Regions from separate parts of the Cricetulus griseus genome. Here region 1 is linked to region 2. The links are chromatin contacts, called in public Hi-C maps. All regions are on one chromosome and are shown on one strand. The core of a region is the stretch at or near the end of the contact, and the rest is flanking DNA. Distances in the headings are between cores, read along the strand shown.

Evidence for each region. A called contact is a pair of places that touch in the nucleus more often than the background predicts.
Region 1: a Hi-C map of the CHK-Q cell line shows a contact between it and region 2, with 2.7 times the contacts expected there. The contact joins two enhancer-like sites. A contact is called at or near these places in 3 of 8 Hi-C or Micro-C datasets (the CHK-Q cell line, the CHO-K1 cell line and liver).

Annotation. Positions count from the first base shown.
Region 1 is chr7:129,919,972-129,924,968 of CriGri-PICRH-1.0, reverse strand. It overlaps Septin9 (septin-9), which reads right to left. Exons shown (of 12, transcript XM_027425556.2): 11 at 2,769-2,820; 12 at 17-1,815. The coding sequence ends at 1,680. Among named protein-coding and RNA genes, the nearest start is that of Septin9, 130 kb to the right of the region's middle. Within about 2 kb of position 1,503, at least 1 of the 6 cell types and tissues checked has open chromatin away from gene starts, as enhancers often do.
Region 2 is chr7:129,867,496-129,872,497 of CriGri-PICRH-1.0, reverse strand. All of the region lies in intron 2 of Septin9 (septin-9), which reads right to left. Among named protein-coding and RNA genes, the nearest start is that of Septin9, 78 kb to the right of the region's middle. Within about 2 kb of position 1,922, at least 2 of the 6 cell types and tissues checked have open chromatin away from gene starts, as enhancers often do.

The sequences.
Region 1 (4,997 bases), core at 254-2,753, 53 kb before region 2:
GCCATTCCAGAACGAGCCAGTTTGTATTTGAAACATTTATTTCAGGAAATACACTTCGACACTTTGTTATTTATACAAAAAGAGGCACCCCTCCCCCCAAGAGGCCCCCAGTGAAAGGCCGAGTGGAACAGCCTGGTGAGACGAACAGTTTTCAGTGGCTGGTTACAGAGGCACATGTCACCCTGATGACACTGGGCTGCTGCTGAGTCCCCAGGGACACTGGGGCTGGGGAAGGCCAAGGTGCCCGGGGGTCCAGCATGCTGAAGATTTCCTTCAAAGTCCTGATTTTTGGCAAAAGAACTTGGCAAGCTGGCAAGCGAACTGTTCGGCTACAGGGCTCGTTGAGGGGCCTTCCACGCTTGGGTGGGGGAGTAGACACCCAATACAGGGAAACCACGAGCACCCCACATCTGTGCATCCCCCCCCTCCCACCGCACTTCTAGGCTGCAAGCTAGCCCAGGGTCTGTAGAGACACCTTCCCCAAGCTGGTCCAAGCTGTCTACACTCACCAAACTCCTCCCAGAGACAGGACAAGAATGGTGGGCAAACAGAAAGGGCTTGGCTTTGGTCAGCTGTGCATGGATGGTCCCAACAGTTCTCTCTGAGAGAAGATGAGGAGGCCTGGCTCTGCTATGAAACCTTGCCCCTTGGTCTGGCTAGCCATCTCTGACGCCCTTGGGGTGTTATGATGGGTTCTGGGACACACGGGACTAGGCACATGAAGACAGCAAAATGGTCAGGTTTTCCTGGCTCCCACCCAGCGCAGTCACTGAATCAAGGCTCCAGCCTGAGCAGTGGGGAGGTGGGGGGGGGGAGGGGGGGGGGGAGGCAACTGGAGACAATGTAGACAGAGCAAATCCGGTCAAACCCGGACCCTTTCCCCTGGCACCGGGCAGGCAGAGCAGCTGCCATGCACCTTTCCGCCCTCCTTCCGTGGCTCCCTCCCTCAGCTCCACCTTCTGGGGTGGGGGTGGGGCCATCTTTCCTGCCTTGTTTTTATAATTAAAGCCCGGTAGCAGAGTCTACAGCACAGGGGAAGGAGATCCAGGGGAGGGGAAGAGACAACTCCTCTCCCGTGCTTCCCCGCATTTCGTCTGGGAAGAGGGGACTGGTTCTTGTGGATCAAGGCACTTTCTGCTCTGGGACAAGCTTGAGAGAGAAGGGGCATGGTTGTCACTATGTCTAAGTGATTGGCAGCTTTGGTTGTGGATGTCTTTAGCTTCCTTGGGGAGCAGGCAGCTGAGGGCGTTATGAACAAGGACCCACACTCGTAGAGGGACAGGTGGGGCTCCAGGACTATCTGGCCAGCTCCATCCTCCCCTGGGTGCAGCCTGCTTTTGAGGCTGTGGCCATGGGGACTTGCTATAGACTTCAGCTCAAAACTTGGAGTGGGCATGGACACACAGCTCTTGTAAGCCCTCAGGAGGGGCTGAGTCTGGTCTAGCCTTCCCAGCAGGGCACAGAGGCAAGCACAGGATGTAGTCCCGCCCACCCTGCTGCTGCAGCCAATAAGAGCACACTTGGAAGATAAGCCCTCCCTTGTTACTGGGCAGAGTGTGGAAAGAGAAAGGGGCGGGTGACAAATGGAGACGACTATATAAAATAAGACAGGGTAGGTGGGTAGGTGGGCCAGGGAGGATGAGAAGATTTGGGGGTGGGGTCCAGGGGCGGGATGGCGTCTACATCTCCTGGGCTTCTGGATCCTTCTCCTCAACCCCGTTGGCCATGGCGCTGTTGCCCTCGTTGAGGCGTTTCACACGGTAGGCTTCGAAGTGGATGCTGCTAGTGATGTCTTTTATGTTCTGCATGTGTGTCCTGCAGGGAATTCGGCCAGCACGGGGGTGACCACCTAGCCTGCCTGGGGTCACAACCACCTGCTCCTCCCTCCCGGCATTAGAGGCAGCCCGCAGGCTCTTGGTGTACACACAGCAGGCCCAGGCAGAGTCGGTCCGCCCTGTGTAGCTCACATTCTAATCCACACCCCTTCTCCCTGGGTCCACACTGGCTAGTCAGGGTCTGCACAGGGGTGGAGGGCTGAGCACTAAAAACACAAACTTGAAAGGTCCCAAGGCCCCACCAGTGGGCAGCACTGGGGTATTCGTGCTCCAAGACAGAAGTTTATGCTGTGGCCAGCAGGAGGCAGCAGGTGACCTCAGTCCCCAGAGATATCCACCCTGCCATCCCTCCTGAGTTTTGTCGTTGTTGTTGTTGTTTCCTAGTTTCTTTTTGCAGGTGGGAGCCAGGACCCTAAGCCTGCCAGGCAAGCTCTACCACTGACCCACACAGCAGACTGCCACTCCCCTTTATTTGGGAAGGGGAAGTCGGAAGGGCCAGGAGTCCCTAAGGTGGTAAGGTTTGTTCTTGGAAGTCCCACCCCAGATCCCTTGCCCTGCATCTTTTTTCCTCTTAATAGATTTTCATTATACAAAATAGGTTTCATTATGATATTTTTCTTTTGTTTGTTTTGAGACATATAGTCCAGGCTGTGCCCTTAATAGCGATAGCTGAATTTAGCAGGCTTAGACGACCATGGGGGACCAAAATTCAGCCCCTCTCATCCTGGTGACTTCATAAGGTTAAAAACAATTCCCATTTTTTTTTTTGTTTTTGTTTTTTGCTCATTCCCAAGAGGGTTTGGTTTGGTTTTCAGCTTTAGACAATGGGTTCCTGAGGGCAGGGCTGACAACAGGCAGCTGCCAGCAGGGTGGGAGCCTCTGCCCACCCATCAGGTCTTCCCAAGGAGTCTTCAGAGCCGATGGCTGACTTACCTAATGAGGAGATCCCGAAGGTAGGCAAATTCACAGTGAGTGGTGTTCTCAACTGCAGAAAAGAGAAGGACGTTCAATGTCCAGTGAGAAGAAAACTGCTCCTCTCTTATCCAGCAACGCCAACAGCTTCCAGAAAGCCTTACCCACAGTGGGCAGGTGATTGACAGTTACTCAGCTAGTTTTGGAGTCACCTGGGAGACACATCTCTAGTGTGTCTATGTAGGTGCATCCAGAGAGGTTCAGCTGAGGGAGGAGCCACCCTGAATGTGGACAGCAGCATCCAGTGGGCTGGGGTTTTCCAGCCGAATAAAAGGAGAAAGTGAGCTGAGATCCAGCACTTATTTCTCTCTGCTTCCTGGCTGCGTATGTCATGTGACCAATTGCCTCTCGTTATGCCACCATGACTCCCCGCCATGATGGACTGTACCCCAGAACTATGAGTCAAAGTAAACCCTCATTCTTTACGCTCCAGGCTTGGGTGAATCTTGGCTTCTCTGACCCAGTTTCCCAGTAAAATGGGCTAATGGCTCAGTGGATAAGGGCATTTACTGCCAAGCCCAGCACCGGAGTTTGAATCCCAGAACCACATGGAACATCCTGCGAGTTGTCCTCTGACTGCCACATGCATGTTCTGGCATGTGCAAGACCTCTTCCCCTCAATGAAATATTGTAAAATGAAATTTAAGTGGGAGAATAGCATGTTTCATGCCTCGGGGGCACAAAGGGACCAAATGAGCCAATGATGCTATTGGACTTTGTGAGGCTTCCGCCTACTTATGTTCAAGGAACAAAGCAGCTTTCCATCCTCGCAAGACAGATAGGCACTTGAGATGGTGCACACCAAGGAGGAGGGAAGGAGTGGGCACAAGTGGATAGGGCTTGTTCAGTTATGAACTCACAGGTGTGTGTGCGCGTCCCTGATAGGAACTCCCACCATGCTCCTATCCCCAGGGTCCTCACAAGAAGGCTGCTGCTGGATATGGAAACCACCACCCGGGGGCGTACCTTTATAGGCTCATGGACCCTCTAACCCGCTTAACTTCCTGGCAATTTCTCATTGAGTGTGTGCAGTACCCAAGTTGACCACCAGGCGTCAGACAAGACACGCCAATGCCATTCTCAGATCGCCAGCGGCCCCTACTCCACACCTTCCTCACTCCAACCATGCCTTGCATATTTGGGGAGAGATGCAGAGAGGATGAGCAGAGACAGGAAGGAGGGGCTGAGGGAAATGAAGCTGAGCTTTTGAGAGAATAGCTTCTGAGTAGCCCTAAGGTCACCTCTGGGGTCCATCATCTGGCATGGAGCAGGGTGCTACAGAAAGCCACAGGTACCTAAAACACCGGAGCACATATATCCCCATGGTGCCCCACAGGGCAGACCCACATGGAAGGTACAGCAGGAAAAGGGATGGGCGGGAAGGGCAGACAGGTCCTCTTCAGTGCTTAACTTCAGAAAGACCAGCCAACAACTCCTAACTCCAGAGCCCCGTGCAAGCAAGGCACCCCCACCTGGCTGCTCATTCTCTGTCCTCACACCGGGATTTTCCTCCCTTGCTCCCCCCTTGACCTTGCTGTAGGAGGGATGGATGATGTTGAATCCAGGATCCTCCTGCCTCCATTTCTCAAATGCTAAGATCACAGACAGGGACCAGCAAACCTGGCTTATGTGGTACGGACCACAAAGCGTAACTCAGTCCAGGCAGTCTGTGGAGTCTGTCCACTAGCTCACCGGTTCTCAACCTGTGGGCTGCAACCCTTTGCAGGGTCAAATGACCCCATTCACAGGGGTCACATAAGACCATTGGGAAACACAGGTATTTAAATTATGATTCATAGTAGTAGCAAAATTACAGTTATGAAGTAGCAGTGGAAATAATTTTATCATTGGGGGGTCACCAATAACACTATTCTAACTCTTCTCTGCAAAGTGGATGAGTAAAGGGTCCTGGAGGGCTGAAAGGGTTAAATGATAACCCACTAAGGGGGAGGTGCTGGGCTGCAGGCCTCCATACTCAGAGCCAGGAAACACCCTCACCAGATTCTTAGAGAAACAGCTTCTTAAAGAGCTCTAGAAGGCCTGGTGTGGTGTGCGTCTATAACCCCAGCACTGGTGTGGTGTGTGCACCTATGACCCCGGCACTCAGAAGGCCAAGGCAGAAGGACTTGAATGCCAGATCACCCTAGGCTACAGATAAGCCCAAAATCAATCGAAGAGCAGCTCTATCCA
Region 2 (5,002 bases), core at 673-3,172:
ACTGCCAGGGGGCGCTCGTCACACAAATCGCCTGGATAGCTCTCCTGGGGCTGCAGCGTGGTGGGGCTATGGTGGCCACTGTGAAGGAAAGACTGCAGAGGGCAGCGCCGAGTGAGTGAGGACAGTCACACATGGGAGGGGCCAGAGGCTGCTTCCTACCACTGGGATACTACTCAGCCTGCCCTGGCATAGACCAGAAGGTGCAGGAGACAACAGTGAGATGGGGAGGGCTGGACCTGAGAGGCAGCCTCACACAGACAGGTCTCAAGTCGGTCAGTGACTAGGCATGGCAACTCTGAACCACGAAAGGAGTGGATCACAGTAAAAAACCCAGAGTCCAGCCTGTATCACACAGACTTCTGGAGCCGCTGGCTTGCTTCCCGCGCAGCTGGTTTTCCTGGGAGGCCAGTGGGTCCTGTAGACTCAGCCGCGCCCCCACCCCACCCCCGGTCCAGCATGGTCTCCCAGCTGGGCTCTTCTTCCCATGCTTGGGTTGCATGGTGTGAGCCAGGGGGGCCCTTGGGGAGTGCAGGTCACCAAGAACAGTTTGCTGAGGGAGTGGGCTGGGGAAGAGCTCACTGTGGCCCCGGTCCCACTGTGCACGGACAGGCTGAGACTCTCAGTCCCACACAGGACCTGGTCACTCAACTCTTCCTTACCAAGGGGAATCTAGGCCGGCTCCCATCCTGACAGGCAGGGATCTGAGGGAGTGGGCTTCCCCCACTTCCTCCTGGGCAATGAGCCAGCACTAACTTCAGCCCTCCCTCAGCACCCAGGCTCCAGAAGGACCCAGATTTCAGCTGGCTCCAGGCTCCAGCAAACTACTGCCTCTCAGCATCGCTCTGCAAAGCACTGTGTTTTACTTATTTATTTAAATACAAGAGTCTCGTGTAGCCCAGGCTGACCTCAAACTTGACCTCAAACTTGCTCCGCAGTCAAGGAGCAGCCTGGACGTCCACCCTCCTGCTTCCACTCCTCCGGTGCTGGGGCCACCACGCTCATTTACACAGTTCTGGGGACTGAACGGAGGGCCTCTGGCACGCTAGGCAAAGCACTCTACCAACCAAGCCACAGCCAGCCGGAAAACTTGTCAGTGCACAGAACTTTCCAGCAACGCCTCTCACCAGATTCTTCCCAAAGTCTTAGGAGGCAGGAAGACGCCTGTCAACCCATTTTATAGACACATCAACTGAGTCATAAAAGAGACTTCCAACGCCGAACACTACAAAGTCAGCAGAAAATATGGCAAGTGGAGGAGTACCTCTAACCCTGTCCTGACTGGCAGGGCCCAAGTCTGCCTTGAGGATAGAGGGTGGGGTTGGGGGACACAGAAGAGGGTCCAGAACAAAGCAAGAGACACAAAGGATGAGCAGGCCGCGCAGTTCAGGAAGCTGCAGCCTCACAGAGCAGCTGAAGTGTGTCTCCAAGATGCAATTGTGTCCAAGTAGGCTGGGCTGTTCCCTGTATCTCTGCCTCCTGTCAGCTATCCTAAGGGCCACAGAAGTGTGGCTAGCACTTGCTGGAATGTCCATGGATCCTCCCAGTTGGGCCAAGGAGGCCAAGCAGAGGCTACCCCCTCATACAGCCTGAAACCGCAAGCTTCTTCACCTGCCAGCTGAGGCGTGGCATCAAACCTTCCAAGCTGTGTGGCCTGGAGCCAGTGACTCACTCTCTCTGAGCCTTCTCTTCAACAACCACCTAGCACTTGGAACATGCAGGAACACAGCAAGCACTCAGAATTAATGAAATATTAATGTGGTCAAGAGTGAGAAGACAGGCTCCCAAGCTGTCCCTAAAATGGAAACAAACCTCTATGTGCTAAGCATGGCAGAACAAAGCCAAGGCCAGCTTCTACTGGGCTGGGCTAGACTCGGGCCCTCAGCCACCCTCCTGATGATGTCATGCTGGCACCTGCTCCTAAAACACATGTTTGGACTTTCCAGGCCATTTCCCCTCCCTCTGACCTCCCCCACGCTCTCTTACTCATTCTCTCCTCTCATGGCTGTTCAAACACAAATCCCTGAGTCCAAACATCCGCGGGCTCCCTGGCAGTGTCTGCAGCATGAATGGGGGGACATGAGCAGCAGGAGAGACCACTCATTGAGGGCTTCGGGGTCTCAGGGTGCAGAGTCTGGGAGATAGCGAAGAGGGGTTCCACCTCTATGCCCATACCCCATGAAGACCCAGCCTCTGCAACATGGGTCCCTTTAGGGGACATACTTCTTCAGTGTGTGCCAACGAAGGCCAGAGAACAACCAAAAGTGTCATGCCTCAGGGTACCACCAAGCACTTTGTTTTTAAGAGAGAGTGTCTCTCACTGGCCTGGGGTTCACCAAGTAGGCCGGGCTGTCTAGCCACCGGGCTCCAAGGATATGCCCATTTCTGCCTCCCCTGTGCTATCATGCTTGGCTTTTCTCATAGATTCTGGGCATAGAATTCAGGTCCCCATGCCTGCTATTGAGGAATCCCACTATGTGGTAACAAACCTTTCAGAGAGGCTGCCATGATGGTGCCGTATGGTCCTCCTGAGTGGTCTCCAGCCAGGTGGCAGGAAGAAGGACCTATACTATGGAGACATAGTATAACCTTTAGTGTTTGGGTCTCCCACCTGGGTCCCTAGCACTGGACCAGAGGAGGGTGAGCAGAGCCAAGGGACAGCAGAGCTGGGGACACTCTCCCTGCAGGCGGAGATGCTACTGGAAACAAGAGCTTTCTGCCCCAGGAGGCTGCCCATCCGCACAGAATCGAAAGCCACACAGAAGAAACCAGGAGTGTACAAGGCTTCCCCTGTGGGCTGTGGGAAGGTGGCTGGAGCTCTCTGGGTCTTGACTACCTGACCTGGAAAATGGCTGGTGTCAGAGACAGGACTCCTTTCCTGGATCCAGCTTCACGGGTATCACCTTCCCACCCATCAGTGGCAGTCCTGGCTCCCAGGGACAGCGGGCCCAGTGGTAAGGACAGACATTTTCTAAATTCTCTGGGCCTCTTTCTCTAACCCTGGCTTGCCCCACCTCAGCCCCTCCACCCACTCCTCTGGAGGCCCTCTCAAATCTGGAAATGAAGAGACAAAGCAAGGGGCTCCTCCCAGTCCCCTGGGCCACATCAGCTGGCTGGCCTCCCAGAAAGCCAAGCAGGACACAGGCTACTGTCCTGGCTGCCCTGTCTGGCTCCAGGACAGGGAAATGACAAGATCCTGCCTGTCTCTGCACCTGAGGCTCCTTGGGTGGCCACAAAGGGCCTGCGCTGGGTCCCAGAAGTCCCAGGAGAGCTGGGTGCTATTCAAGGCAATGAACACCCAGCGTGGAGCTCAGAGCCAGGAAGACAAAAAGGATAGCCCAGGGGGCTCAGAGGACCCCAGGCCTGAGCAGTTGGACTGTGAAATGGAAGTGCCAGCTCCTGGAGGTCAGACACCCTGCAGCCTGCACCCTGGCATGGCTTCAGGAAACCCCAGAGAAAGGGGAGGCCAAGGTGTGCAATCTCTTAGAGGCTTGCTGTTAATCTCCTCCCTGGGGTCAACACTCAGCTCATTGCAACCAGAAAGAGGCCTATCCCATCCCCAGGATAACTAACTGATGAGCCCTGAGTGAGCTGCCCAGAGTCAGCTAAAGTCTACCCTTAACACGAGGGCACTATGTGCTGGGATATGCCAGTCTCCCATCCTGGACATGCAGCAAAACCACCCAGCAGAGTCACAGGCAGCACAGCGCAGGGTCACTCTGCTCACCCAGCAGAGTCACAGGCAGGATAGCACAGGGTCACTCTGCTCACCCAGCAGAGTCACAGGCAGCACAGCGCAGGGTCACTCTGCTCACCCAGCAGAGTCACAGGCAGCACAGCGCAGGGTCACTCTGCTCACCCAGCAGTGGGGACTCCAGTCCCACACACTCCATCAGCTTCCCATGGCAACAACACATCTAGGCACTCAGGCTCATCCTTCCCCAGGTTAGCAAGGGTTCTATCTGCCTGCCCACTGGCCGGCACTGCCTCCCATCCATCCCTCCAGAGCAGCACAACTGCCGGACTCCCCTACCCTAGCATGTCAGCAAGCAAGCGCTGGACGCTCTCTGGGTCTTGACTGCTGGATCTAGAAAATGGGCCATGTGGTCGGGGAGGTCATGGAGTTAGGATGGTCAATTACCAACTTCTCCCACCCTCCTGAGATGAGGGCTTGGAGTCCTGGGAAGATAGACCAGAAAAGCCACCCAACTCCTAACCCCTAATGCTTGAGGAATGGGAGGCCCCTGGCAGACAGATGGTGTTACAGGAGAAAGAGAAAAGGGCACCGGGCATTGGTGGCGCACGCCTTTAATCCCAGCACTCGGGAGGCAGAGGCAGGCGGATCTCTGTGAGTTCAAGGCCAGCCTGGTCTCCAGAGCGAGTGCCAGGATAGGCTCCAAAGCTACACAGAGAAACCCTGTCTCAAAAAAACAAAAACAAAAGAGAGAGAGAGAGAGAGAGAGAGAGAGAGAGAGAGAGAGAGAGAGGAAAGGGAAGCTGGCCAGGTCTCTCAGGCAGACAGACAGACTGTCAAGCAGGCAGAGATCAGGAGGAGCCTGACAGAAGTTTATATATGCCCCAGGGAACACTCTGCATCAGCACACTGGGCTGAGGACCCCCAGAGCCCCGCTCAGTAGACCCCAGGTGCCCAAGACTCAAAAGAACAGGCTGGGAGCTGCCTGAGGGAGGCCTCGACTGCGAATGTGATAATGTGATGGACTGAGACCAGTCAAGCAGCTCTCCAACAAGAGTGCATTTGATGAGCCAGGCCTTGGTCAGGGGGAGGCAAACTTCCTGCTCCCCAGGACCTCAGGGCGGGTGCTCAACTTCCCACACACTGGCCTGAGCCAAGTCCCTTCCCCTCCTTCCCTCAACAGAAGGTCCCCTGACAGGGTGGGTAAATAGCCATAGACAAGCAGGGCTGTGGATTCCAGGGTGGCCCTGACCCTACAACCAGACCCTCCCTGGAGACAGTGTGGGCCCTGGTTCTTCAGTGCTATAGAAT